Regions from separate parts of the Mus musculus genome. Here regions 1, 2, 3 and 5 are each linked to region 4. A link is a contact called in public ChIA-PET, Hi-C, HiChIP or PLAC-seq and promoter capture Hi-C data. All regions are on one chromosome and are shown on one strand. The core of a region is the stretch at or near the end of the contact, and the rest is flanking DNA. Distances in the headings are between cores, read along the strand shown.

Evidence for each region. Hi-C and Micro-C count contacts between places; a contact is called where the count stands out from the background. ChIA-PET counts read pairs in DNA pulled down with a chosen protein or histone mark. HiChIP or PLAC-seq counts read pairs in DNA pulled down with a chosen protein or histone mark. Capture Hi-C pulls out chosen DNA fragments and counts their contacts.
Region 1: a Hi-C map of fetal liver shows a contact between it and region 4, with 6 times the contacts expected there. The contact joins the enhancer-like site here to the promoter of Rufy2 in region 4. A contact is called at or near these places in 7 of 39 promoter capture datasets (the 3T3-L1 cell line, cranial neural crest, liver and 4 more), 4 of 484 Hi-C or Micro-C datasets (embryonic stem cells, fetal liver and regulatory T cells), 2 of 115 datasets of contacts at active chromatin or transcription factors (large pre-B cells and stem cell-derived neural progenitor cells) and 2 of 9 other capture datasets (adipose tissue and embryonic stem cells).
Region 2: a contact with region 4 is called in an RNA polymerase II ChIA-PET map of memory CD8 T cells, with 67 read pairs. The contact joins the promoter of Srgn here to the promoter of Rufy2 in region 4. A contact is called at or near these places in 1 of 39 promoter capture datasets (cranial neural crest) and 2 of 115 datasets of contacts at active chromatin or transcription factors (effector CD8 T cells and memory CD8 T cells).
Region 3: a contact with region 4 is called in a promoter capture Hi-C map of adipose tissue, with 4 times the contacts expected there. The contact joins the promoter of Dnajc12 here to the promoter of Rufy2 in region 4. A contact is called at or near these places in 16 of 39 promoter capture datasets (the C10 cell line, the HPC-7 cell line, HPC-7-derived erythroid cells and 11 more), 2 of 15 datasets of contacts at CTCF or cohesin (embryonic stem cells and large pre-B cells), 15 of 484 Hi-C or Micro-C datasets (the 63-12 cell line, CD4 T cells, CD8 T cells and 6 more), 12 of 115 datasets of contacts at active chromatin or transcription factors (effector CD8 T cells, embryonic midbrain, embryonic stem cells and 6 more) and 3 of 9 other capture datasets (adipose tissue, liver and pancreatic islet).
Region 5: an H3K27ac HiChIP or PLAC-seq map of extraembryonic endoderm stem cells shows a contact between it and region 4, with 5 times the contacts expected there. The contact joins the promoter of Ddx50 here to the promoter of Rufy2 in region 4. A contact is called at or near these places in 6 of 39 promoter capture datasets (the C10 cell line, the HPC-7 cell line, cranial neural crest and 3 more), 2 of 484 Hi-C or Micro-C datasets (CD4 T cells and hematopoietic stem and progenitor cells), 9 of 115 datasets of contacts at active chromatin or transcription factors (the NIH/3T3 cell line, bone marrow-derived macrophages, effector CD8 T cells and 6 more) and 2 of 9 other capture datasets (adipose tissue and liver).

What each region holds. Positions count from the first base shown.
Region 1 is chr10:63,270,966-63,275,383 of GRCm38.p6, forward strand. It overlaps Herc4 (hect domain and RLD 4), which reads left to right. Exons shown (of 25, transcript NM_026101.4): 6 at 2,486-2,707; 7 at 4,032-4,123. It overlaps Gm51767 (a long non-coding RNA gene), which reads right to left. Exons shown (of 2, transcript XR_003948882.1): 2 at 1,844-4,418. Among named protein-coding and RNA genes, the nearest start is that of Gm51767, 4.1 kb to the right of the region's middle. Within about 2 kb of position 1,291, at least 13 of the 459 cell types and tissues checked have an H3K27ac peak or open chromatin away from gene starts, as enhancers often do. A contact at or near this core is called in embryonic stem cells and fetal liver, where this site is marked.
Region 2 is chr10:62,505,861-62,510,721 of GRCm38.p6, forward strand. It overlaps Srgn (serglycin), which reads right to left and starts at 1,897. Exons shown (of 3, transcript NM_011157.3): 1 at 1,782-1,897. The coding sequence starts at 1,854. It overlaps Gm51804 (a long non-coding RNA gene), which reads left to right and starts at 1,944. Exons shown (of 3, transcript XR_003949006.1): 1 at 1,944-2,094; 2 at 2,214-2,427.
Region 3 is chr10:63,382,951-63,387,831 of GRCm38.p6, forward strand. It overlaps Dnajc12 (DnaJ heat shock protein family (Hsp40) member C12), which reads left to right and starts at 3,613. Exons shown (of 5, transcript NM_013888.3): 1 at 3,613-3,825. The coding sequence starts at 3,748.
Region 4 is chr10:62,977,995-62,982,876 of GRCm38.p6, forward strand. Rufy2 (RUN and FYVE domain-containing 2) reads left to right here and starts at 2,258. Exons shown (of 18, transcript NM_027425.4): 1 at 2,258-2,338; 2 at 4,677-4,850. The coding sequence starts at 2,335.
Region 5 is chr10:62,649,948-62,654,862 of GRCm38.p6, forward strand. It overlaps Ddx50 (DExD box helicase 50), which reads right to left and starts at 1,271. Exons shown (of 15, transcript NM_053183.3): 1 at 1,078-1,271. The coding sequence starts at 1,164.

The sequences.
Region 1 (4,418 bases), core at 41-2,540, 290 kb after region 4:
TGATAAATTAAGAAAGTTTTCTATCTGGAGCTGATTTTTCTTTCTTGCATTTTATAGCTTTAGGTAGTGTCTTAGTTAGGGTTTTACTGCTATGAACAAACACCATGACCAAGGCAAGTCTTCTAAAGAACAACATTTAATTGGGGCTGGCTTACAGGTTCAGAGGTTCAGTCCATTATCATCAGGGTGAGAGCATGGCAGTATCCAGGCAGGCATGGCGCAGGAGGAGCTGAGAGTTCTATGTCTTCATCCAAAGGCTGCTAGTGGAAGACTTGACTTCCAGGCAACTAGGGTGAGGATATTATACTCACACCCACAGTGACACACCCATTCCAACAAGGCCACACCTTCAGATGGTGCCACTCCCTGGTCCAAGGATATACAAACCATCACAGGTAGTATAATGAGAAACGTAACTCTGAGTATTTAGTGTGAGTTCACTAAACTGTGCACACCTGAGTGTGTAGTGTGCAGTGAGTGAGAAGCTATGACCACTGGCCCTCACAGCATCACACAAAGAACATAAATAGTTATGTACGGTGAGAGGGGCTGGAGAGGAAAAAGTTGGTTTCTATAACGTTTAGTGGGAATGAGATTTAATCTGGTATGTCCAAGAGTGAAGACCAGACTTGAGCTGAACAAAACTCAAATTAGGTGCTCAGGGCGGTGAGAGCAGCGGGCTGAGTGCTGAGGATGATGAGTGTGGCTGGAGGGTCGAGATCAAGGAAGTGTAAACAACCCCCCACAGGCCCTCCTAAGGAGCCTGTCCTAAGAGCAGTGAGAAACCATGCAACGGTTTTACTCTGTAGCCCAGGCTGTCTTTAAACAAGGAGCAATCTCTCTCTCTCTCTCTCTCTCTCTCTCTCTCTCTCTCTCGCTCAAAGATTTTTTTAAAGGGTTAATTTTTTTTCAAAGATTTATTTATTATTATATCTAAGTACACTGTAGCTGTCTTCAGATGCACCAGAAGAGGGCGCTAGATCTCGTTACAGATGGTTGTGAGCCACCATGTGGTTGCTGGGATTTGAACTCAGGACCTTCAGAGGAGCAGTCAGCGCTCTTAACCACTGAGCCATCTCTCCAGCTCCATCTCTTCTCTTTTTTTTAATTTAAATTTTTTTGTTGTTTGTTTTTCTAGACAGGGTTTCTCTGTGTGGCCCTAGCTGTCCTGGAACTCAGTCTGTAGGTCAGGCTGACCTTGAATTTAGAGATCCACCTGCCTCTGCCTCAATTTTAGTCAGAAGTGCTGCCCAGCTAAAAGCAGTCTGTTTCCCTCTCTCAAGGGTTGGGATTGTAGGCATTAGCCACCACACCTGGCTGCAGTTTGCTTCTTATGCAAATACAGACATGCTTGAAGAAGAGTCAGAGACTTAATATTTTAAGGGTTAGATGGAAGTTTACTTTAAAATTTCTTAATTGTTTGTGTATAGATTTGGATCCAAAGGACAGCCTTGGGAGTTATTCCTCTGAAGCCATCTATATCTTTTTTTTGTTTTGTTTTGTGACAATCTGTCACTGCCCTGGAGCTCACCAAATGAGTGCTGACTAGCCAGTGAGCCTGAGGGGGGGGGGGGGGGGAGGAGACTGGCTCTGGCTCCTCCTCTTCCTCCTCCTCCTCCTTCCCCTCCTCCTCTTCCTCCTCTTCTCTCCTGCTCCCCAGTGGGTGAGATTGCAGAGCAGGCCACTGTTCCTGTTCCACCTGGCCCTGTCCTGGGGACTGTGAACTTTTAAATTTGCTTGTTTAAATAGATTATTGCTAGTTATTTTAACAAAAACCATCTGAAGTTGCTGGCAGATGAATCAGAACTAACAAGTAGTAGAGAAAATGATGAAAGGAAATAAGAAGGATGCTAAAACAGATCTATTTACCAGAAAGAGAAAAACAAACAAACAAACAAACAAACCCAAACCTGTAACATAGTAATCCTTCGTAGATTTGGAGTTGTTGATGTCTGAGAAGGAACGACATCCCGGGTATCTGACCTCTGCTGGTGAAGGGCAACGCGGGGAGGAGAGCCCTGAGGATTGGCAATGGGGTGGAAGCCATATTCAGTCTGGGCACAGTGAGTTAGAAGTGGCTCTGGAACATCCTTGTGTAGGTGTCAGATAAGTAGTGGGTTGCAGGGTGTTTCTTAGTTTAGATTTGCATATGCTGATAGCTGAAGCCTTGAGATTAGAAGAGTACCTCTTGGGGAAAGCTTAGAGAGTAAGAGAGATGAAGAATGTTAGAGAGTCCTCTGTTGTAGGGCATAAGGAAATGAGTGTATTCCTAGCTTGTATGACTGGTTACCAGTGTGTTGCTGAAACTTAACCAGTTTCATAAGACATAGTCTCTAAGTAGTAGTATGTTTTCATATAAAAAAACCAAACTTCTTCGTTCAGTAAGTATGTATTTTCATCTAATGAGAGAATGTCTCAAAAGGGTAGTTGATCTTCAAATGATACTGTGTGTGTGTAAAATAATTTTATGATTTTTGTCTTACAGCAAGTGAAGTTTTCTGTTGGGGACAGAATAAATATGGCCAGCTGGGTCTAGGCATTGATTGTCAAAAGCAAACTTCACCACAGCTGATTAAGTCTTTGCTTGGAATACCATTCATGCAAGTCGCAGCAGGAGGAGCCCATAGTTTTGTACTCACCCTTTCCGGAGCTATCTTTGGATGGGGACGTAACAAATTTGGTCAGCTAGGTCTTAATGATGAAAATGGTAGGTGTGCTTTATAGTTAAGCATATTTTTAAAAGATGATCTTCTGAGATAAATGAGTGATTCTTAGAGCATTGGAGAAATGTATACCCAAACATTCCCAGGACTAATAGTGGTGGACCTGAGGATGTTAGTTTAACATTTTAATGTGTTTGGGAGGATCCTGGGAAGGCTGAAAATTAGCATGTAATAAATTGGAAAGTTTGTTGGGACCTGGAGATATCGCTCAGTGGAAAAGCTCACGCCTAGTACGCACAAGGCCCTGGGTTTAATCCCCAGCACCTTTTCCCCACAAAAAAAAGAAGGAAAATATTCTTGAGATCACTTGTACTGCTATTATATGTAGGTCCATGGTAGACTGCTTGCCTACTACACGGGACTGTGGGGTTAATCCCCAGCACTGAAAGAAAAGCAAGGCTGTGCTGTTTATGTCTTCATTGTTGGATGCCATTAAGAGACAGTGTATAAATACTGAGTTAAGTTGGTAACCAGTGTTGCTCCAGGATTGGCCACCATTAATGGAAAGAAGCTATACAATTAATTAGCCAAGAAGCTACGTCTAAAGTTTCCTTTTAGAACATATGTGCAGTAGCTTAGCCTGGTACTGAAAAATTTTTGCTCTGGGAAAGTAACATGACATATTTAGTTGATATTATTGTTTCAAGTTGGATTTATATGATCTGGGTTGTTAGATTATTTTTTGATTGAGCTTCTTTTTACACTGATTATTGTCTTGAAAATAAACATTTTAATTTTAAACAACTATTTGAAACAAGTCACAATCTTTTTTCTGACATTTCATACTTACCAGTTTTTGAATGCGAATATTTGGCATATAAGTCATAGGTTGTAACAGTCAGTATACTTGTAATGCCTGAGATGGCCAAAGTGTGTTTTTACCTAATAATAATGATACGTAAATAATTCTCTCATAGAATTAGATAATGGTTTTTATTCTGCATAAAAATATACTCATGTTATGCTATTATTGTTTTGCCACAAAGTGCAGAAAGTAGATCAGGCTATTGAGTAGAATCTCTGAACATGGCCATTACAGAATAAAGAATTATACACATGTAGAAAATCTGAAAACACCAAAGTCCTGTATTGTTGAACCCTGTGTACATTGGTAGTAGGGCAATCGAATGCTCATCTTTGAGTCCTTACTTTATCATAAGACCTGGAAACCCAGTTTTATAGGCCTTTTTTCTTAGGAAGTCTTTGATTGATAGTAAAAATTATTATTACAGCTACTGAATTTGGAAATCTATAAAGGAACACATTTTTAGTTAAAATATCATTAACGTCTTTTATTGGAATTTTCAGATAGGTATGTTCCTAATTTACTAAAGTCACTAAGATCTCAGAAAATAGTTTATATTTGTTGCGGAGAAGATCATACTGCTGCATTAACCAAGGTATTGTACTTAAAAAACTTTTTATTATTTGCAGTAATTTTTCATAATTAGTGAATGCTTTTGTGCTATTTCCATTAAGCTTGAGTAATGTTTGTATTTCGGGAATAGTTTATATTGAAAACGGCCTAAATTATTTTTGAAAATAATTTGCCTTAATGTTCAGTTTTGCTTAGGGTTGTGAACTGTGCATTTGATCGGCTGTCACATTCAGTTGCAGCAGTGCTTAAATGTAGTCCAGACTCACCTCAGACTGTAGACGTGCCCTCTCTGTGCTTCAGCAGTGCTGGGGCTGCAG
Region 2 (4,861 bases), core at 647-3,146, 470 kb before region 4:
GATAAGATCTCACTAGTAGCACAGGCTATCCTGGAACTCTCGAAGACTGGGCTGGCCTTAAACTCACAGTCCCTCCTGCCTCTGCACCTTGAGTGCCTTAGAAGCCACCCAGCCCGACTCCTTCCTAATTTCTGGCTCGTGATGAAATAGACAAGGTTTTGTTTTTAGTCTAGTTTGATGTTTCTGGGAACTTTTGCAACTGAAAGGCTTACATGCACGCCTCTGGTAGAGAGACACCCAGAGCCAGGTGTCACAAATGCGGAATTCACAGCTGTCCATCTTGCCAGAGCACGTGGCTACCGGGGACTATTTCATGAAGCCAAAGGTTTTTCCCTGAAAGATCCGCATGAACTTGAATTCTGAGTCAAAGGGAAAAGTGTGGCTCTAGCTGTGTAGCAGAGCCCCGGACATGCATGAGGCCCTGGGTGTAGGCGCCAATATCACAAAGCTACATAAATAGAAGTGAGCCTTAGCAAGGTCACTTCCTGTTTTCCGATGACGACGTTAGCATAGCCCCATGAAAATAAGTTTCTAAACTTCCACTATGCAAGGAATTTCTGAAGTAACCTGTGAGATGTCATTTCGACCGGAAGTAAGAACGCTACAGCTAGGAGTCACTTCGAAGAAACTCCAGGACACGTATGTCGCTGTGACTCAACATTTCCTTTATGTTTTTCAACCATAAACTCGGCAACTTATTTATCAGGCCATGACCTTCTGCCTCATTTAGACATAGTTCCCTAAATATTAAGGCGAATAAAGTGTGCTTCTTTGTAGTTGTTGTTTGTTTGTTTGTTCTACAAACATTCCATCTTCTTAGAAAAAGTTTGAGGTTGAGTCAGCATGACTGAACAGCTGTAAAAGACAGTCAAATTTACAGACAGGTTTTCAAACGAAAACCTGTTTTCTGGACGAGAGCACAAATGCTAACACTCCTCAGGCTGTTTCTAAAATATTGTTTTAGAGTTAGCATTTTGCCTAGCCAAAATTGAATGTTTGGTAAGAGCCGAGCTTAAGAAGAAAGTAAAAATAGCTACATTTACCCCAATTAAAAAAAAAAAAAAAAAAAAAGCCGGGCAGTGGTGGCGCACACCTTTAATCCCAGCACTTGGGAAACAGAGGCAGGTGGATTTCGGAGTTCGAGGCCAGCCTGGTCTACAGAGTGAGTTCCAGGACAGCCAGGGCTACACAGAGAAACCCTGTCTCAGAAAATCACACACACACAAAAGCCTCTTTCATTGTTAAAATAACAGCGCCATCAGATTCCGTTCTTTGGAACCCAGCATGGAGACATACACCTGTTATCCCAGCACTCGGGAAGTAGAAGTTCCAGGTCCTCTTCAGCTGTATAGCAAGTTGAAGACCATCTTACGCTACATGAGACCTTATATCAAAATGGAGTTCATGCAGACAACTCAGTGATAGGATGCTATTCTAGAAAATTCCATGATGCCACCATCTCAGTAGATCAGTTGGGTAATTTTCCATTTATTTCTTGAATGCTTTAAATGAATAAACCACACATCTTTACCCAAAAAAATAAGAACACTTTTCAGTCATCCTGACAGGTTTTAAGGCCACCACTTACCTTAGAGTTTAATTAATTATTATTATTTTTTAGACCAAACTCAAGTAAACTCACACGAGGTTGTTGAGGCACCTGAAATCCTTCCTTACCTCCCCTCCCACAATAGGACACCCTGCACCTTCAGATGAAGACAATTACTTGTGCATATGCTGATGCCTTCAGAGCAGAGAATTAAAGATCCTGGGTCTCTTACCTTGCACTGAAGATCCCCAAACCAGGACGAAGGCGAGAGCCAGGACAAGCCTGCTGCCGACGGGAACCTGCATCCTGACCAGCTCGGCTCCACTCAGCCTCTGGATTAGCAAATGTAGCAGGGTGCTCTTTCTGTCCCTTTTAGAAAGAGGTTCCAAAACCTCAGACCCTGCCCAAGAACACACGTCACAGTTTCCTGAACAAATAGAAAGAGATCCACATCAACACCCAGAAAGAAGAAGAAAGTTGAAAAAAACAACAACTGTTCATACCCATGATGAAACTCCACCGGACTCCCCCTAGGCGTTTGCTGTGTGGTTATTATTTTTTCTTTTTCCAAAAAGCTCTGCCATCTGTCATTTGCATGTTTAAAAAAAAAGTTTTCCCCATCAAAAAGTCGAATCAGCACTTTCTTCCCCCTCCCTTCCTTCAGGTAACAATCTAAACAGACAGGAGGACTCAGCTGTTCCAGAACTGAGCTCGGCTCATCCACAGCGCACATCAAAGAGAAGCTGGGCGCGCACAGAGTCAGGCACAAGCAGGGAACATTCCGAGCCGAGCTGGGTTCTCAGCCCCCAGGATGAGCGGTCTCCGTTAACGTCCAGAGTCTGCTAGAATTCCTGGCTTTCCCTCTAGCTCACAAACAGGTGAGGAATATATATATATATAAAATCAGCTGCTCCCCAGGGATTGAGACCATGCATGTTTGCATCTTTTTTTCCTGTTTTTTTTTGTTTGTTTGTTTGTTTACTTCGAAAAAAAATTTTTCTTTCTGGTCTTGAGTAAGGCAAAAATCAGGAACAAGGAGGGCAGGTCCCCCCCTCAGAGGGCCGTGGAATGTGAAAACAGAGACACAGATGCTGCCGTTCATAAAGGACTAGCCGTTCCCTGGCCTCGAAGATTGCGGGGCTTTGGGGGTGCGGGTGCGGGAATGGCCACTCTGTGCTAGCCTCACAGTAAGGGTGGTTTTACGCTGTATCTGTAGCGAGACAGCTTTCTCTGCCTTTGCTCTGAGGGCTCAACCATTCTCCACTTCAGGGTGTCCGTTCCTCGGCTGCTCAGATGCCTGCCCCTTGGCCATCCTTTGATGGGTGGGAGGAGTTTCCTTCCCCTTGTTCTGGGCTTCCTGCTGATTCCTTAAGGTTTCCTGATAAGGACAGACTTTAGAATCTCATAGCTCAGGAGCCCTGATAGAGAAAATGAAGCCCTCCTTAGAAACTTCTCCTCAGAAGCCCCCTCAGAGCCTGGAAACCCTCAACTGTAGCAACCGAGGCGCACAGAGACCCAGCGCACACCGTGTGGAGTTTTAGTATCTGTTGGGATTTCTCTCCTCTGCCTTTGGTCCCTTTTCATGATAAGCTTCAATTAAAGCCCTGATAACAAAACGAAAGATCATGTTAACAGCTTCAGGAAGTTTCTCACGACACCTTCAAGGCAATTAGAAGTAGAGATGGATAATTTAGTCACCTTCACACAACCTACAATCACGTGGGAAGGGAGTCTCAGGGACGGAGATAGCCCGGATCAGGATGGCTATGGACAGGCCTAAGGGGGATTGTCTTGGTTATTTGGTGTGGGAAGATCCAGCCCATAGTAGGCAGCGTGATGCCCTCCCTGGTTTAGGGATCCGGATGGCAGCAAGCTGAGAGAAAACCAGCAATCATTTGTTCCTCTCTGCTTTGGATTGTGCAATCAGCTGCTTCAAGTTCAAGCCGCCTTGACTTCCTTGCAATGATGCACTGTTCTCGTAACCTGGAAGCGTGAGCTAAAATGTGACCCTGAGCCCTTTCTTCCCTAAGCTGCCTTTTGTAGGGTAGTTTATCACAGTGACAGAAACAAAACCCAAACAACCAAAACTAGTACCTGAAAGTGATCACTGGGAGATTTTTCTCACTCGGGGACTTTTTTTTTTTTTTTTTGCTGCTGCTGAGTCATGGGGATTTTTTTTTATTTACTTCCTTATATATTTTTATTTATTGAGGCAGGGTTTCACGTATCCCCAGCTGGCTTTGAACCTGTTGTGTAGGCCAAAGATGACCCTGGGCTCCCGAGTCTCTCTCTAGTCCTCTCTTCTCACACTCTGGGGTGAGTGGCCAGACCTGTTCTAGAACTCAGGTGCTCTAAACCATACTCCAGAGACAGATGAGCGATGAGAAGAAAATCAGACTGGTGTGTGAAAGGGAAGTCTTCTAGTAATTATTGAGTAGGCGTATCTGCCAAACGCTCTCAGGCAGATTGGCTTTACAGTCCGCAGCTGGGGAGGGCACTCGTTGGATCCTTGCTGTCTCTCAGGAATAATTTCACAGTCATCAAAAATATTGGAAATAAATCTCTTAGGGGAAGTATCAGACTTTTGAAGCTTCAGGGAAACTGACTCTGAAAAGAAGTGTTTAAAAACTGGCCTTGGGAGGATGGAGAAATGGCTCAGGTGTTAAGAGGACTGGCTACTCTTCCAGAGGACCCAAGTTCAATTCCCAGCACCCACATAGCAGCTCACAGCTGTCTGTAACTCCAGGCTCTGACCCCCTCACAAAACATGCATCCAGGCAAAATTACAATGCACGTAAGATAAATTATATATACATACATATTTATGTATATATACATACCACACACACACACACACACACATATGAAATTGGCCTTAGCCTAGCATAATAGCTTATGCCTATAACTCCAGCATTTGGAAACAGAGGCAGTAGAGTCAAGAGTTTGAGTCTAGCCACTTGTCGAGCGGTGCATACCTTTGACCCCCAGCTCTCAGGAGACAGAAGAAGCAAGAGTCACTCTATGAGTTCAAGAACAGCCTGATCTGATCTACACAGCAAACTCCAGGACAGCCAGAACTATATATAAAGAGAGAGAGACCCTGTGTTCAAAAGAAGAAGAAGAAGAAGAAGAAGAAGAAGAAGAAGAAGAAGAAGAAGAAGAAGAAGAAGAAGAAGAAGAAGAAGAAGAGAAAAAAGAAAAAAGAAAGACAAAAGAAAGGAAAGGAAAAGAGAAGAGAAGAGAAGAGAAGAGAAGAGAAGAGAAGAGAAGAGAAGAGAAGAGAAGAGAATTTGGGGCATCCTAAACCACCTG
Region 3 (4,881 bases), core at 2,363-4,862, 410 kb after region 4:
CTATTAATAATTTTTTTTATGTGCGTTTTACTTATACTTTTTTTTTTTTTTTGGTTTTTCGAGACAAGGTTTCTCTGTATAGCCCTGGCTGTCCTGTTACTTATACTTTGAGATACTGTGGTCAATGGTTTGTTGTTTTGAGGCAGGATCTTCTAGCTCCAGGCCTGCATGGAACTTGCTGCAGTCCTCCTGTCTCAGCTTCACAAAAGCAAGGATTGTAGGTAGGTATGAGCAAGCCACAACACCTAGCTTTAGCGTTAGGGTTTGTTTTCTATATCTACCTCTCAGGGGCCTGCAAGATGGCTCAGCTTGTAAAGGCACTTGCCACCATACCTGAGTTTGATCTCTGGGACCCAGAAGAAGAAGGAAAAGAAGAAGGAGGAGGAGGAGGAGGAAGAGAAGGAGGAAGAGGAGAGGGGAAGGGGGAGGGGGGAAGAGGAGGAGGAGAAGGAGAAGGAAACTTTCATAGGCCCGTTCTCTGACCTCCACATTTGTATACCCATCCAAATAAATGATAAAAATATAACAAAATGGATCTATACCTCCAGAAAAGCATAAGTGCAGGTGCACATAGCTATGTAAAATAGGTGTTCAGAGAAGCCAGAGAGTTTTGAGTGTCTTCCTGTATGGATATCCGTCATTTATTTAATTTTGAGATAGGGTATCATTTTATAGCTTGGGCTAGCCTGGTATTCCGTATCCAGACCAGGATGGCCTCGAACTCAGAGATCTCCCAGTCCTCTGCCTCCCCAGTGCTAGTATTAAAGTATGGGCCACCTAGCTTCTTCTCATATTTTGAGATAGCCTCACGATGAGATGAACTTGGAGTGCACGGCTTTGGCTAGGCTGGCAAGCCATCAAGCTCCAGGGATCTGCCTGTCTCAGTACTGAGGTTAGAGACAGTTAATGGCATGGGCAATGTTATCACAGACTCTAGAATCACCAGAAAGATGTGTCTTTGGGCATGGGGGATTATCTTAATTAAATTAATTGAGGTGGGAAAACCTACCTGCCTGCTTGCTGTGGTAGCTAACACCTTGGGAGGACCCCGGACTGAATAAATGGAGAACAGGAGCTAAGAAGTACCATGTGTGGGCTGGAGAGATGGCTCAGAGGTTAGGTGTACCAACTGCTCTCCCAAAGGACCCAGGTTCAATTCCCAACACCCACATGGCGGATCAAAATTGTCCGTAACTCCAAGATCTGACACCTTCGCACAACATCCATGCAGGCGAAACACCAATGCACATAAAATAAAAAATGAATAAATTAAAAGGTTTATTTAAAAAAAATACAAATTGACAGAGATCCACCTGCCTCTGCCTCTTGAAAGCTGGGGTTAAAGGCATGCACCACCATGCCATGTATATAAATATATAATATATAAAAGTTATATATAAATTATATGTAACATAACATATATTTATAATATATATTAGCTCTCCTGTATCCTAGGCTGTTCTCAAACCTGGGATAAGATTAGATAATAGGTTTGTACCATCATACTTGGATGCTTAATCTGTTTATATTTAATTTGTATCAGTTTTTGATTTTGTTTTTTAATTTTTGAGACAGGTTTCTCTGTGTAGCCCTGGCTGTCCTGTAACTCACTTTGTAGACCAGGCTGGCCTCAAACTCAGAAATCCACCTGTCTCTGCCTCCCAAGAATTTGTATCAGTTTTAATTATGTGGCAGTGTGTGTGTACACCTTAGTGCAGATGTCCTTGGAAGCCGGGAGGTGTCGGATCTCCTGGAGCTGGAATTAGCGAGGTGCTGGGCACTGGAAACTGAACTGAAGCTCTCTGGAAGTGCAGCAAGTGCTTCTCACCGCTAGCCATCTCTTCAGTCCCTGATTTCTGAATCAATGATCTCAGGGTGCCACATGCCTTTAATCCCAGCACTTGGGAAGCAGAGGCAGGAGGGTTTCTGAGTTCGAGGCCAGCCTGGTCTACAGAGTGAGTTCTACAGAGAGTAGCCAGGGCTACACCCCGTCTCGAAGAAACCAAAACCAAAAACAGAATTAATGATCTCTTCTCAGTCTCCTCTCCTTGTCCCTTCCCACTTCCCCTGTTCTCCCTCCCCGTCCCCCTCCCCTCTCTCCTCCCCTTCTCTCCCCTCTCTCCCTTCCCTTCTCCTCCCTTCCCCTCTTCCCCTCCCCTTCCCTTTCTCCTTTCCCTAGGGCCTGGCTGGTGGCAGTCAAAAATGCTGGCCACCGGGCTACATCTACAACCGCCCCAAATTACATGCTATTTTAGACACTTGGAAAAGTATCTTTCTAATTGACCAAATCTTAAAAACTTGCTTCACATTTTCTTCTGTCTCTTAAAAAAATAGGTTAAAAAAAAAACTATCCAAGTAACAGAGGTACAATAAATTAGTAACAGTTTTACACTAAATTGTCAAAACTGACTTCCGATTAGCTAATAGGAAAAAAAAAAATCACCATGTCAATACTCAAACTCCACCGAGGCACATAGGACCTCACAGAGACTGTGAGAGCACACACAGGCCTGTCCGTGTTCAAGCCAGATGAGGTCCCAGCACTGAGAGGGGAAGTAGAGATGGCCTCCCATCCCTAACCAACAAGCCATCTTCAGTTGATATCATCAAGGAAAAAGTAGTTCTCTGTAGCGGGGTCTCACTGGGTATATTAGGCACACTTAAGGGTGGGCTCCGTGCCCAGCAGGAAACGGGTAACACAGAACAAACTCAATGGTATTTTTTAAAAAAGATTTATTTATTTATTATATGTAAGTACACTGTAGCTGTATTCAGACACACCAGAAGAGGGCATCAGATCTCATTATGGATGGTTATGAGCCACCATGTGGTTGCTGACAATGGTATTTTTTAAAGCCTTTTTGTTTTATATTGCATAAAAAAAAATTACTGGCCTTCTGCTGGTATGTTATGGTTTCCCAGTTTGTGTTTTTAATTTTTTTTAAAGATTAATTCATTCATTTTATATATGTGAGTACACTGTAGCTGTCTTCAGACACATCAGAAGAGGGAGGGCATCAGATCCCATTACAGATGGTTGTGAGCCACCATGTGGTTGCTGGGAATTGAACTCAGGACCTTTGGAAGAGTAGTCAGTGCTCTTAACCGCTGAGCCATGTCTCCAGCCCGTGTTTTTAATTTTATAGATTTTGTTTGCATGTGTTTCTTCCATTATTTTTCTCTAAATTCTTTTATTTTAGTTTTTAAAATTTGTTTTCTAACGAGAGAAGGGGGAAAAAAAAAGGCGAGATGTTGGGTGAGTGAAGGAGAGGGGAGGATCTGGGAGGAGTTGGGACCGGGGAACCATAATCAGAATATATATTGTATGAAACAAATTTTTTCAATGAAAGCAAAAAGTAAAGAGCAAACCAAACCAAACCAAAACAACATCAACGACAAACAATAGCATCACCAGCAGCAGCAGCAGCAGCAGCAGCAGCAGCAGCAGCAGCAGCAGCAGCAGCAGCAGCAACAACAACAACAACAACAACAACAACAACAACAAAACACAACAGCAACAAAAAACCCAACAGCAACAACAAACCCCAAACTACAGATCCCAGCAGCCCCGCATGGCAGGCTCGATCCTGGGCAAACAGCCAATGAGAAGCTGTGTTTGCAAAGGGCTGGCTTGACGTCTGGGTGCTCGCTGGTTTGGAAAGTCCTGCTGAAATGTAAAGAGCTTTGCTGTCGCCCCGGAGCTCACAGTGTCGGTGGCGTCGGAGAGGACTGACTCATCCGCTGTAAATGGACGCGATACTGAACTACAGGCCGGAGGGCAGCGAGGACTACTACGCCTTGCTGGGATGCGATGAGCTCTCCTCGGTAAGCAGGGTTGCAGGTTCTCACCAGGTCGCCTTTGAGATCAGCCACGTCTCCTGGAACTCCAACCTCGTACCATTTGGAAGGAGTTTCGGCTCGGAGAAAGTGAAGGATTAAAATGCTTGCTGGTTAATTTGAGGAAAGGACTCCGAACTTCAAAGTATTAGCTGGGAGAGGGACCACATACAGTTTTTATTTATTTAGAGCAGCGGTTCTCAACCTGTGGGTTGCTACGGACTTGGGGTCGCATATCAGATATCCTGCACATCAAATATTTTTAATTACAATTCATAAACGCAGCAAAATTACAGTTATGAAGTAGCAACGAAATAATTTTATGGTTGGGGGTTACCGCAACGTGAGGAACTGTACTAAAGAGTCGCAGCATTAGGAAGGTTGAGAGCCACTGCCTAAGTAAAGGCTGCGATTTAGAGCTCAGGAGGCGGGGCCCCCTGTCTGTAGTCTCCTCGTTCAGAGAAAGTCTCATGGATTTTATAGTACCATTATAACCTCAAATGGTATTAAATACCATTATAATTTCAAATCAAATCAAGTTAGATGTCATATCTGGTGGGAGATTTTTCTTTTAAAGAAAGTAATGCTTCCCTTAGACATCATATACTTGAGACAAATGTGTTATTCTTTTTTTTTTCGAGACAGGGTTTGTCTGTATAGCCCTGGCTGTTCTGGAACTCACTTTATAGACCAGGCTGGCCTCGAACTCAGGAATCCGCCTGCCTCTGCCTCCCGAGTGCTGGGATTAAAGGCGTGAGCCACCACGCCCAGCCAAATGTGTTATTCTTTTAAAGACTTATTATTTTTGTTTTATGTGCATGCATGCATGCCTGTATGTATATATGTATGTGCATTTGGGTTCTATTTGGCTGAGTAGGGATACTTACTCTGTCATATAGCCTGCATTACTTTTTTGTTTGTTTTGTTTTGTTTTTGTTTTTGAGACAGAGTTGGCTTGGAACTCACCATCTCAGCATGTAGATCAAGTTGGCCATGGTTCACAGACATAACTTGCCTCTGCCTCATAGGTGATGGGATTAAAGG
Region 4 (4,882 bases), core at 1,008-3,507:
CTGCTCGCATGTTGCCATGCTTCTTGTGATCCTGGACTGAGCCTCTGAAACCAAGCCAGCACCAACTGAATGCTTGCCTGTAGAAAAGCTGGCTTGGTCCTGGTGTCTCTTCGCAGCGATGAAACCCTAAGTGAAACACAAGAGCCCAGCAAAGCATGATCTTTATTTGAATTAGGCAGCAAAATCTGGCCGGCCAGAGACTATAGCACAGACTCGGGAGACTGTGCCTTTGAACGTTCATCTTAGCAGATGACAAGTTTTTATAGTGCTCAGGCCACTACTGATTGCTCACAGACACAGAACAGACTTCGGAGTTCACTATGATCCAGAAGAGAAATTGTACAGCATCTTTAAGGATGGAACCCCAAAGCATGGGCCGGGCCATAGCATTGTCCAGCATATTTTAACACAAGGGGGTTGAGCAAGGACTTAAAACATTGGTGACTGGGCCTTATCAGGGTCACCTGGTTTCAAGGTCCTTGATTCAGATTTGCAGTCAGGTCTCCCCCTGGACTCTGGTCTGGAATTCAGAATGATAAGGGAACAAAGGAGTGGGCAAGCTGCATGCAGTCAGGTAGTTCACCCCCAGCAATGCTTGCATGCCTTGTTTTAGATAAGGCAACCCCCCCTTTACTGGATAACAGACAAACATGAAACCCCTGAAGAAGCAGAATAAGTGTTGGGTCTGGGGCCTGGGACCATGAACTCAGTTTTGACTCTGCCAGCAGAATGGACGTTGGTCCCGAGACAGCTGGATTCAGGCAACTATCTCTTAACATTCTAAACCAGAGTGTTGAGTTAACATTGTGACTTGCATCTGTCTACCCACTTTTGGTGGTTTAAGTTTTTGAGATGGGTTTATTAGCTCCGGAATCAAGATCTGCTTGCTTTTGCCTGAAGGGTGGATCCCGGGGTTATAGGTATATGACAGGCAGCACACCCAGGTGCCTGTTGCAAGTTTTATCTATGGCAAGTTGAAAGGCAGGAGGAAGCATTCATGTGTGTGTGTGTGCCTGTGCATTTTTTAAAAGACAGCCCTGTATAACCCAGGCTGGCCTTGAAATCTCGAATGTCTGGGAGAATGATCTTGAACTGTGTTGTACAGGACTGAGTCAAAACTACCACTGTTTTCAGCAAACTGGCCTACATCTGCTTGCAAAAGATCACAGCTGGGCAAGTTGACTTGAATTCCCTCATAGGAGGGCAGGGAGGGAGGGTCATGGGACCTTCACAGGAACAACCAGTCTTTCTCTTGCAAGCTGTTGTATGCAATTCTACCCTAACTGCAAATGGCCTTAGGGAGGAACTAACATATAGGAAGGGAGGGGCTAGTGGAGGGGTGACTATCTGCAGCCAGGAAGGAGTCATCATTCCTAGAGGGATTTCGAAGTCCTCCCCAGTATCCCCCATAACTCACTGCTTCTTCAGCGGGAACGGTGTTAATCATTTTTGGTGTGTCCTCAGAATTTTGGAAGCATTTGGTAGACGTTGTTTACACCTCACTAAGGAAAGGATTTTTTTTTTTTTTTTAAGCAACAAACACTCTAGGTCTTTCCTCCAACTCCTAAGAGTTGGTATTTTCTAGGTCCACCATACCCGCTTACAAAGTATCACATTTTGTTACATGGAACTGGGGTCTTGTGTCTTTCCTCCAACTCCTAAGAGTTGGTATTTTCTAGGTCCACCATACCCACTTACAAAGTATCACATTTTGTTACATGCAACAGGGGTTTTGTAGCTATCCTTAGACGACCTGGCACTTGTTAGGTAGCTCAGAGTAACCTCAAGGTCCTAGCAGTCCTCCTGCGTCCACTCCTGTTGAGTGCTGGGGTTAGCAGCTGGATTTAGTGTCTTCCTTTGAGACTAGGCGAGCTTCAAATCCATTATGTAAGTGAGCCTGGTCTTCAACTACGGATCCATCTAACTCCCATCTCTCAAATGCTGGCATTACAAGCCGCCGGCTCTGCTAATTGTGTGAGGTTTTCTAAAATCTGTCGGCTAGCTCCGAGTCGGCCGGTGTGTTCCTTAAACCCATCCAGCCTGCAAGGATGAAACCTTGACAGGTAGCTTGAGGCCCGCATCTACATCCTCCCTTGGCGCTGTGCCCCAGGTCCCCGTCACGCCTCTTTCTCTGACGCTGTCAGGGTTGGTCAAATGGGGGTTGGGGTGGGGGTGGGGGTGATCGGCGGGGACCAGCTTCACGCGGCCGTGGCGTCCTCCCGCCGCCAGGGGCGCTGTGGCAGCGCCGAGCCGGGCCAGACGCGGTGGCCGCCGCGCGCCTGCGGGGAGCTGCTGACCCGCTCCGCGAGCCCGTGTCCCGCACGCACCGCCGCCATGGGTAAGGGCAGCAGCCGGGGTCACCATCCTTCGCTTGGGTCACGCAGTCACCCGGGAACCGGGGGCTCCCGGGGTCTCCATGGCAACGTCCGCCCGCCCGCATCCCTGCGCCCCGCCCGCCCTGGGGCCTGGCGGCTGGGGTCGGCGGACGGGCGGGGACCAGGGCGTCCAGGGACAGGGATGGCTTCCCAGTCACGCGGATGCAGGGCGGAAGGCTGGGGAGGGGAGCGGTGTAGTGCCAGGAGCGCGCTCCGCGGGGCCCCCTTGCAGGCTGGGGGCGCAGAGGGAGCGGGGCCGCCTCTAGGGACTGCCGAGGAGCCCCACCTGCGGTCGCTGCTGCACAGCCGCTGTCCTAGGCTCCTCCGGTGCAGGTTACAGGTTGTGATGAACACTCTTAAAAAGAGAATTCTGCCGATTATTAAACGTCAGGTGGTTTCACTTCGGGAGCGGGGGTGGACGGAGGGAATCACACCTCGACGGAGAGTGGAGGAAAAGATGTGGCCATATCCTTCATCACCCAGCCGGGCTGTTTCAGATTGCGGAGGAAGTCAGCCTAAGAGAGCTGGGATGCAAACCATAGCCAAGTGCCAGAGCAAGGGGACTCTTGTTTTGTTATTCGAAACGGGTTCTCACTGCATAGTCCTGGCTGTCCAGGAGCTAGCTATGTAGACCAGGCTGGACTCGAACTCAGAGATTCCCTCCTGCCTCTGCCTCCCAAATTCTGGAATTAAAGTGTGTCGCACCACGCCCAGCTGTTTTGTTTTGTTTTGAGTGGGCCACTAAATTGTGAACGCACTGACCACCTGGGTTTGTCATTTACTTGAAGGTTGTTTTTGAGACAGGTCTCTCTATATAGCATTGGCTGCCTCAGAACACTCTGTTTAGACCAGGCTGGACCCAAGAATCACAGACGCTGGGACTACAGAAACAGCTACATGGCAGAGTTCTCTGGAGATTAATAAATGTTAGGTTTGGTTTTCACATCTCTTTTGCTATCTTCGCAGAAAAATATTTGTGCCACTCGGCAGTGTTTAGAGTGTTGGGGGAACAGCTGGTTTAAAAAAAATTATTTTTATTTTTAATGAGTGTGTACCTGAGTGTAGGGGCCTCCAGAGGCGTCGGGTCTCCCTGGAGTTGGAGTTAAGCGCTTACCACAGGTATGGGGAATTAACCTCTTTCCAGCCCGTACTAGAATTTTTTTCTTTCCTTTTTTTTTTTTTTTTTCTTTTCTTTTGACCTGGGAGTTGTGTTTTTTTCGAGACAGGGTCTTACTGTGTAACCCTGGCCGGCCTGGAACCAATCTCCTAGTTGCTTAGGTCAAAGGCACAGAAGACTACCTTGGGTTTGTCAAAATATTTTGATTTTTTTTTTTTTTTTCTGTTGTTGTTGTTTTCCCTGTGATGTTTGTTCTGGGAGATTCTGGAATCTGATAACTTTACCTTTTATTTTGTTGCTAGTGTATTTTGATTTTTTTTTTTTTTGAGACAGTTTTAATATGTGGGCCTGGCTGTCCTCACTCTGTAGACTAGACTAGCCTCTAACTCAAGTGCTAGGATTAAAGATGCAAGCCACCACTGCCTGATTTTGAAATAAAGGTGTGTATGTGTGTGTGTGTGTGTTGACCTCAGAGGTCAAAAGAGGGCATTTGGCCACCTGGTGCTAGAGTTACAAGTAGGTGTGAACCATCTTAGTGGATGCTGGGAACCAAATTTTGGCTTTTTGGAAGAACAGCAAATGCTCTTAATGACTGAGCCATTTCTTTAGCCTCTTATTCTTGCTTGGAAATCATTAGACCTAGACCATGCCTGCTACCCACCATTTGCAAAATCCTCAAACATGTGGCTTGTACTTGCAAGCTTATCTTTACTGAAAGCCATTTTACCTTAAGATGTGTGTAGTAGGTAGGCACAGTGGGCCGTGGCTAGTGATTGTGTGCGTGCGTGTGTGTGCTCGAGCACGCAGTAGGTAGACACAAATGTGCTGTGCCTGATAAATGACGGTCAGAGACATTCTCTCCGGCTTGTGGGTTCTGGATGGAGCTCAAGTGGTCCGTCCCGCACATCCTCTCTAAGCAATCTCACCAGCCAGAAAATAAAGCTTATTATTCTCTGTGTGGAGTCTTGAGGATAGTTCATAAGCATGGCCACAGTGGGCGTGGATGGTGCTTTGCTGTGGCTTGTGAGAGAGAAGAAAGAGGCCGTGTTGTGGCAACCTGGCCTGAGGAGCTATCCGGCTGCCAAGCACGGGAGAGCAGACTTCCACGGGGAAGGACAGATCTGTGGATTCGCCACTGTTGTCTTGTCCTGGGGATGATGTTGGGCTTTCTTGCATTTTTTCAGCTACAAAGGACCCCACAGCCGTGGAGAGAGCCAACCTGTTAAACATGGCTAAACTGAGTATCAAAGGGCTCATCGAGTCTGCCCTGAGCTTCGGCCGCACGCTGGACTCTGACTACCCTCCTCTGCAGCAGTTCTTCGTGGTCATGGAACATTGTCTGAAACACGGCCTGAAAGGTATGACGAGACCCCCAAATCAGTCGGCCTTC
Region 5 (4,915 bases), core at 21-2,520, 330 kb before region 4:
TCTACAAAAACAGAAAAACGAGAGTTGGGAATAGAGCTCAACGCTGGGCATTTGTCGGGCATAGTGGTGGCCTCACTTCAATGCCCACTGGGAAGGTGACATAAAAGGGTGGCTAGAATTTAAAATTTACCTTCGTGGTAGGTCCTAGGGGGTGTTTCCTCATCTCTAGCACTCTACAGAGTAAATATTTTATCAAGTGTCATCTTTCCCACAGTCATTTTCATCCTCATTCAGCTTTCTTTCTCCAGGTCAAATGTCTCCAGTAAAAATTTTACCTCTGCATTTTTTCTTAACACCATAAGATCCTCTATTTTTCGGGTTCTTTCTTTCTTTCTTTCTTTCTTTCTTTCTTTCTTTCTTTCTTAATGTCTTGGACGGAGGTGGGGATAGAACCTCTACAGGCTCCTGGTGGGCAGGGACTATTCTGCATACTTAATTAGTTTTATCTCCTCGGTCCTCAGCTAAGAGTCTGGCACGATTAGCCTCAATAAAAACCACAGTGGATTGAAAATACTGACAGTAAGGGCTATTCGTAATACAACCCCCACGAACTCCATCACAGCCAACCCCTGGCAAGCCTGGCTTTGACACTGTTCCTTAAGCCTCTATTACCCAATCATGGAGGATTGTAACCCCCTAGGATAGCTTTTCCCGAGACTGCTGCAGACACGACACCGCGACCGGGAGGCAACACATAGGCAAAGCCATCATCATCTCTGTCTCAACTCTTCGAAGGCCCCGGAAAACCAAATGAAGGGACTCGCCGCCTAAGAAAGGGAACACGAGCAGATTCCACGGCGATGGGAGCTCAAGTCTGCCCATCTCTCGGGAGAGATCCGGGCGCAGAGGCCGACGTGGGGCTGAAGTACCACGGAAGCCGGGCCGTTCTCCTCCAGGTCCGGGAGTGCGGCGATGGGGAATGGTCCCTGGGACCTCGGAGGGCTGAGCTCGGCGAAGGGGAAGCTGTCCCTCGGAAACTCGCCCCCGGTCCTGACAGGTCTTTCCCCTTCCTAGACAGCTCCCCTCCCCGCCCAGGCCAGCGCAGCCCGAGGGAGGCGCGGCCCAGCCGCAGCACACCTTTTGCCGCTCCTTCCTCTGGCTCTCGGACTCTTCCAAGGGTGCCTCGAGCTCCATTATGTCTCCCCAGAGGAGTTTCCCGGGCATTACTGGCCGTCGCAACCTCCCGCCCGGCTGCGGTGGCCGCGACCACCTACGGCCACCGAGAGCGTGAAAGGAAGCGGGGGCTGGGCGGCCCCGCCGGCCAGGACCGTGCGTCACTTCCGGGCCACGCACCTCGCGGCGGGAGCAAAGCAAGCCGGAACTCTACAGGAGGAAACTCTCCCAGAGAGTCGCAGCCTCCCTCGGCCAATGAAAACCTGAGTGGCCCCGATGGGCCCGCCCACGGTCTGAAGTGACAGGCTTCTCCAGAGCACGGGCCAATCTCCAGGAAGGACGCTCGCCTCCCCTGGCGCGGCACGCAGAATTCCAAGTGTTCCCCTCCCCCCGCTCGGAACGCCTCCCTTCCCAGCATGCCCTGCAACGCTCGCGCAGCCCCCTCGCAGGCGGCGGGGAGCGAGGGGCTGACGCGCGACGCAGCGGCTCGTGGGCAAGCACGAGCTGAGGCCGGCGGGAGCGCCACGCGCCGTACAGCCATTCGCCGCCGGAAACTGCAGCCCTCCGCCCCGCCCCCGCCCCGCCCCGCCCCCCGCAGTGGGTGGAGCGTTAGCCTGTAACGGTACCTGGGCATTGACGTCGAGGCTTCCCGGGGTCAGCAGAATCTGCAGGGGTCTGAAGCCGAGGGGCCGCCTCAAGGATATTAGCTCCTTATGCAGGCGTTAAGTTATGGCTTCACTTTTAGTTCTCACGTATCCCAGAAGAAACCAAACCCACCCGAGAAGCGAATTTATTTGTCCAAACTCAGTAGCGCTTGTAAGACTTGAAAAGTGATCGGAATCCGCGATGGGCACAGCGCTCTCACAGCTGTAATTTCCCAGAGTTGCAAGGCGAATGCTCGCTCCTATGAAACAGAATAGGGAAAAATCTAAAGGATAAGAAAAGCAAGTCCAATGTGTCTGACAGATGACCTGCTTGTAATACGTACATTTAATCTTAAGGTTCAGGATTAACTGCCTCTGAGGTACAAATTTATATGAAAGATATCAGTGTCAGCGAATTGACTTCTTGGTCTTTATGTATATTCACAAAGATTGGGCTCGATCCCCTGTACCTCACAGACCAGGCAAGCCTACTACCAATTGAACAACAATCCCAGTCCTCAAACCTTGTTTATCATGTTCTCTTTATTCAGTCAATCAGCTATTACATTCCTGAGGGAAGATGACACCAAACCTAGATGTAGGTACAGGGCATTCTTGCAAACTACATAATGTCTAGTGTAGCAGTCTTGTAATCTGAGCCTCAAACACAGGCCTTAAAAAAATTACAGCTACACGTCCTGAGTTCTATGATTAGACTTAAATAACCGGGACCACAATATTTTAAATTTGTGATAGCTTCCAGAATTCTATGAAAATAAGGACTGGCTTAACATCAATGACTTTGTCTGAATGTAGTCTTATGGATTCAGTTTTATAACACCAGGTGTGTTCAAGGAATGATGGTGAAAAAGGCTTTTCCCACAAGTTGGATGAATAGTTATGGGTCTCTACATCTAAATCTTTACAAATCTAAATCTCAATAGCTTTTCTAAATTCTTTTTCCTCTTAGCTACACCCAGTTCTACAGCAATACACTATGCCCCTACAACGGAATATGCTATGCATAGGAACAGTTAATAAGGTGAAGAATGCCACACACATGGGTATAAAGGGAGCAGATGCTGTCTTGTGGCTGAAAATCACTCAAATGAAGTGCATTTTTACCTTCTTAGGATCCTATTTTTGGCATTTTTTTTCTCATACCAAACCTCACAGCAAACCTGAAAAGGACTAGATTCTATTAGTCATTCAAGTGACTGCTTCCCAAATTGTGACACCTTCGGCGCCAACAAATGTGGCCTTTCTAAGTCCTAATGGCCTGAACTAATTCTCTTATCAAGTGGGGAAGGAGATTGGAGATCTACACATGAGTAACTTGCCCAAGGAGTGAAGGACTTGGTCGATATTAGCTTAATTGATCAGGAAACATGGGAACAGGAACTATAATTTTAATTTAAAACTCAAAAGATTTATGTCTGATCGTGAGATTTGGAACCAAGGGGAATTAAAACAACATATCATTTATTTTTCTCACTGCTGGGACAAAATACCTGAGAAGAGACTTAAGCGTTTTATTTTGGGTCATTTTGGCTTATAGCTGGAGGCTAGAGTCCATCGGGGTAGGCAAGATGTGGCAATAGGCGTACAAGGCAGCTGGTCATATTTCATCTGCTAGAAAAAGAAAAATGAACAATGGTGCTCACCTACCCTCTTTTATTTAGTCTGGCGGTTGGGGTTGGTCTTCCCACTTGAATTAACCAGATAAAGGTGCTCCCTCACAGACTGCCAGAGGCTTTCTTCTCAGATGATTCTAGATCAGGTCCAGTTGGCCACCATCATGGACATTGATTCAAAATATAATCGCCAATATAATCGCCAATATAATCACCAATTCATGGGATCAAGTGAACACCCTGCTCCAGCCTCCCTAGTACCTGTAACTACAAGCACAGACCATGGTGCCTAGTTTCAAATACAACAATCAGAACATCTTTCTTTCCCAAATATTTACTTAGTTTAGAGTTTTACCATCTTAGCCCTAGCTGACCTGGAACTTGCTATGTAGAAGCCAACTGGCTTCCAACTCACAGAGCTGTGTGTCTGCCACCCTGGTGCTAGGAGAGAAGTTAAGGCAAGAGCCACAACGTCTAGTTTTATGTTTGTTTGACAGTATTTTGTTAGTAGAAGTTCTCTTTCCACAATGTGTTTCCTGAGGATCAAAGTCATGTTCAGGCTCAGTGGTAGAAGCCTTTACCAGTGTAGCTATCTTACCAACCCTATTTTCCAAATATCTTAAAAGAGTTCCTGATAATACCCTGAAAAGTTAGGTGGTGTATTCTTTTTCCTGGTATTCTCTTAAACAAAGGTTCTATGTTTAAAATCCCCCTTGCCAGCCAGGCAGTGGTGGCGCACGCCTTTAACCCCAGCACTTGGGAGGCAGAGGCAGGCAGATTTCTGAGTTCGAGGCCAGCCTGGTCTACAAGAGTGAGTTCCAGGACAGCCAGGGCTACACAGAGAAACCCTGTCTCAAACACCCCCCCCCCAAAAAAAAGAAAAAAAGATATTAAAAACAAGGTACTATTTCTAAACTTGCCTCTCTGGTTATTTCCAAAATCGTTCATTTTCTCAGCCTGTAATTAGAAAGTAGAAGGCAAAGAGCCGTCAAGATGCACTTTGAAAGGCAAATGTGAAACTTTTACAACAAAAGAACATGAAGGATTTCAGATGATATAGGAAAAATAGGGGCAGTTATAAATTGATGGAGACTAGGGAAAGAGATTGTGGGTTGAGGGTGCCGAAGCAAACAGAACAAGAGACCATGTGACCATAGCCACTTTACCTTTCAGAACTGTTGTTAGCCAAGCAGGAGCAATAAGCAGGAAACTGGATTAGCGAATACAACATCACTAGAGCAGTGAGGTCCAGTGGCACTCACACTGATCTCAAGAGTGCTGCTGGGGTTCTTGGCTTTTCCAGACATGGTTGGCCACTATGTAGCTGACACTTGCCTTAAACCCTACCTGCCTGCCTCTGCCTTCTCTGTTGGGATTAAATTTGTGTGCCACCATGCCTGGCTCCACCATGTCTCAGTAAATAGTTGTGTGTGTTTTAAAAAATGAAATGTTTTTACTCATGTGTATATGTGGGTCAGGGGGGCACTGTGGCAGCAAGAAGAGGCCATCAGATCTCCCCCTCCA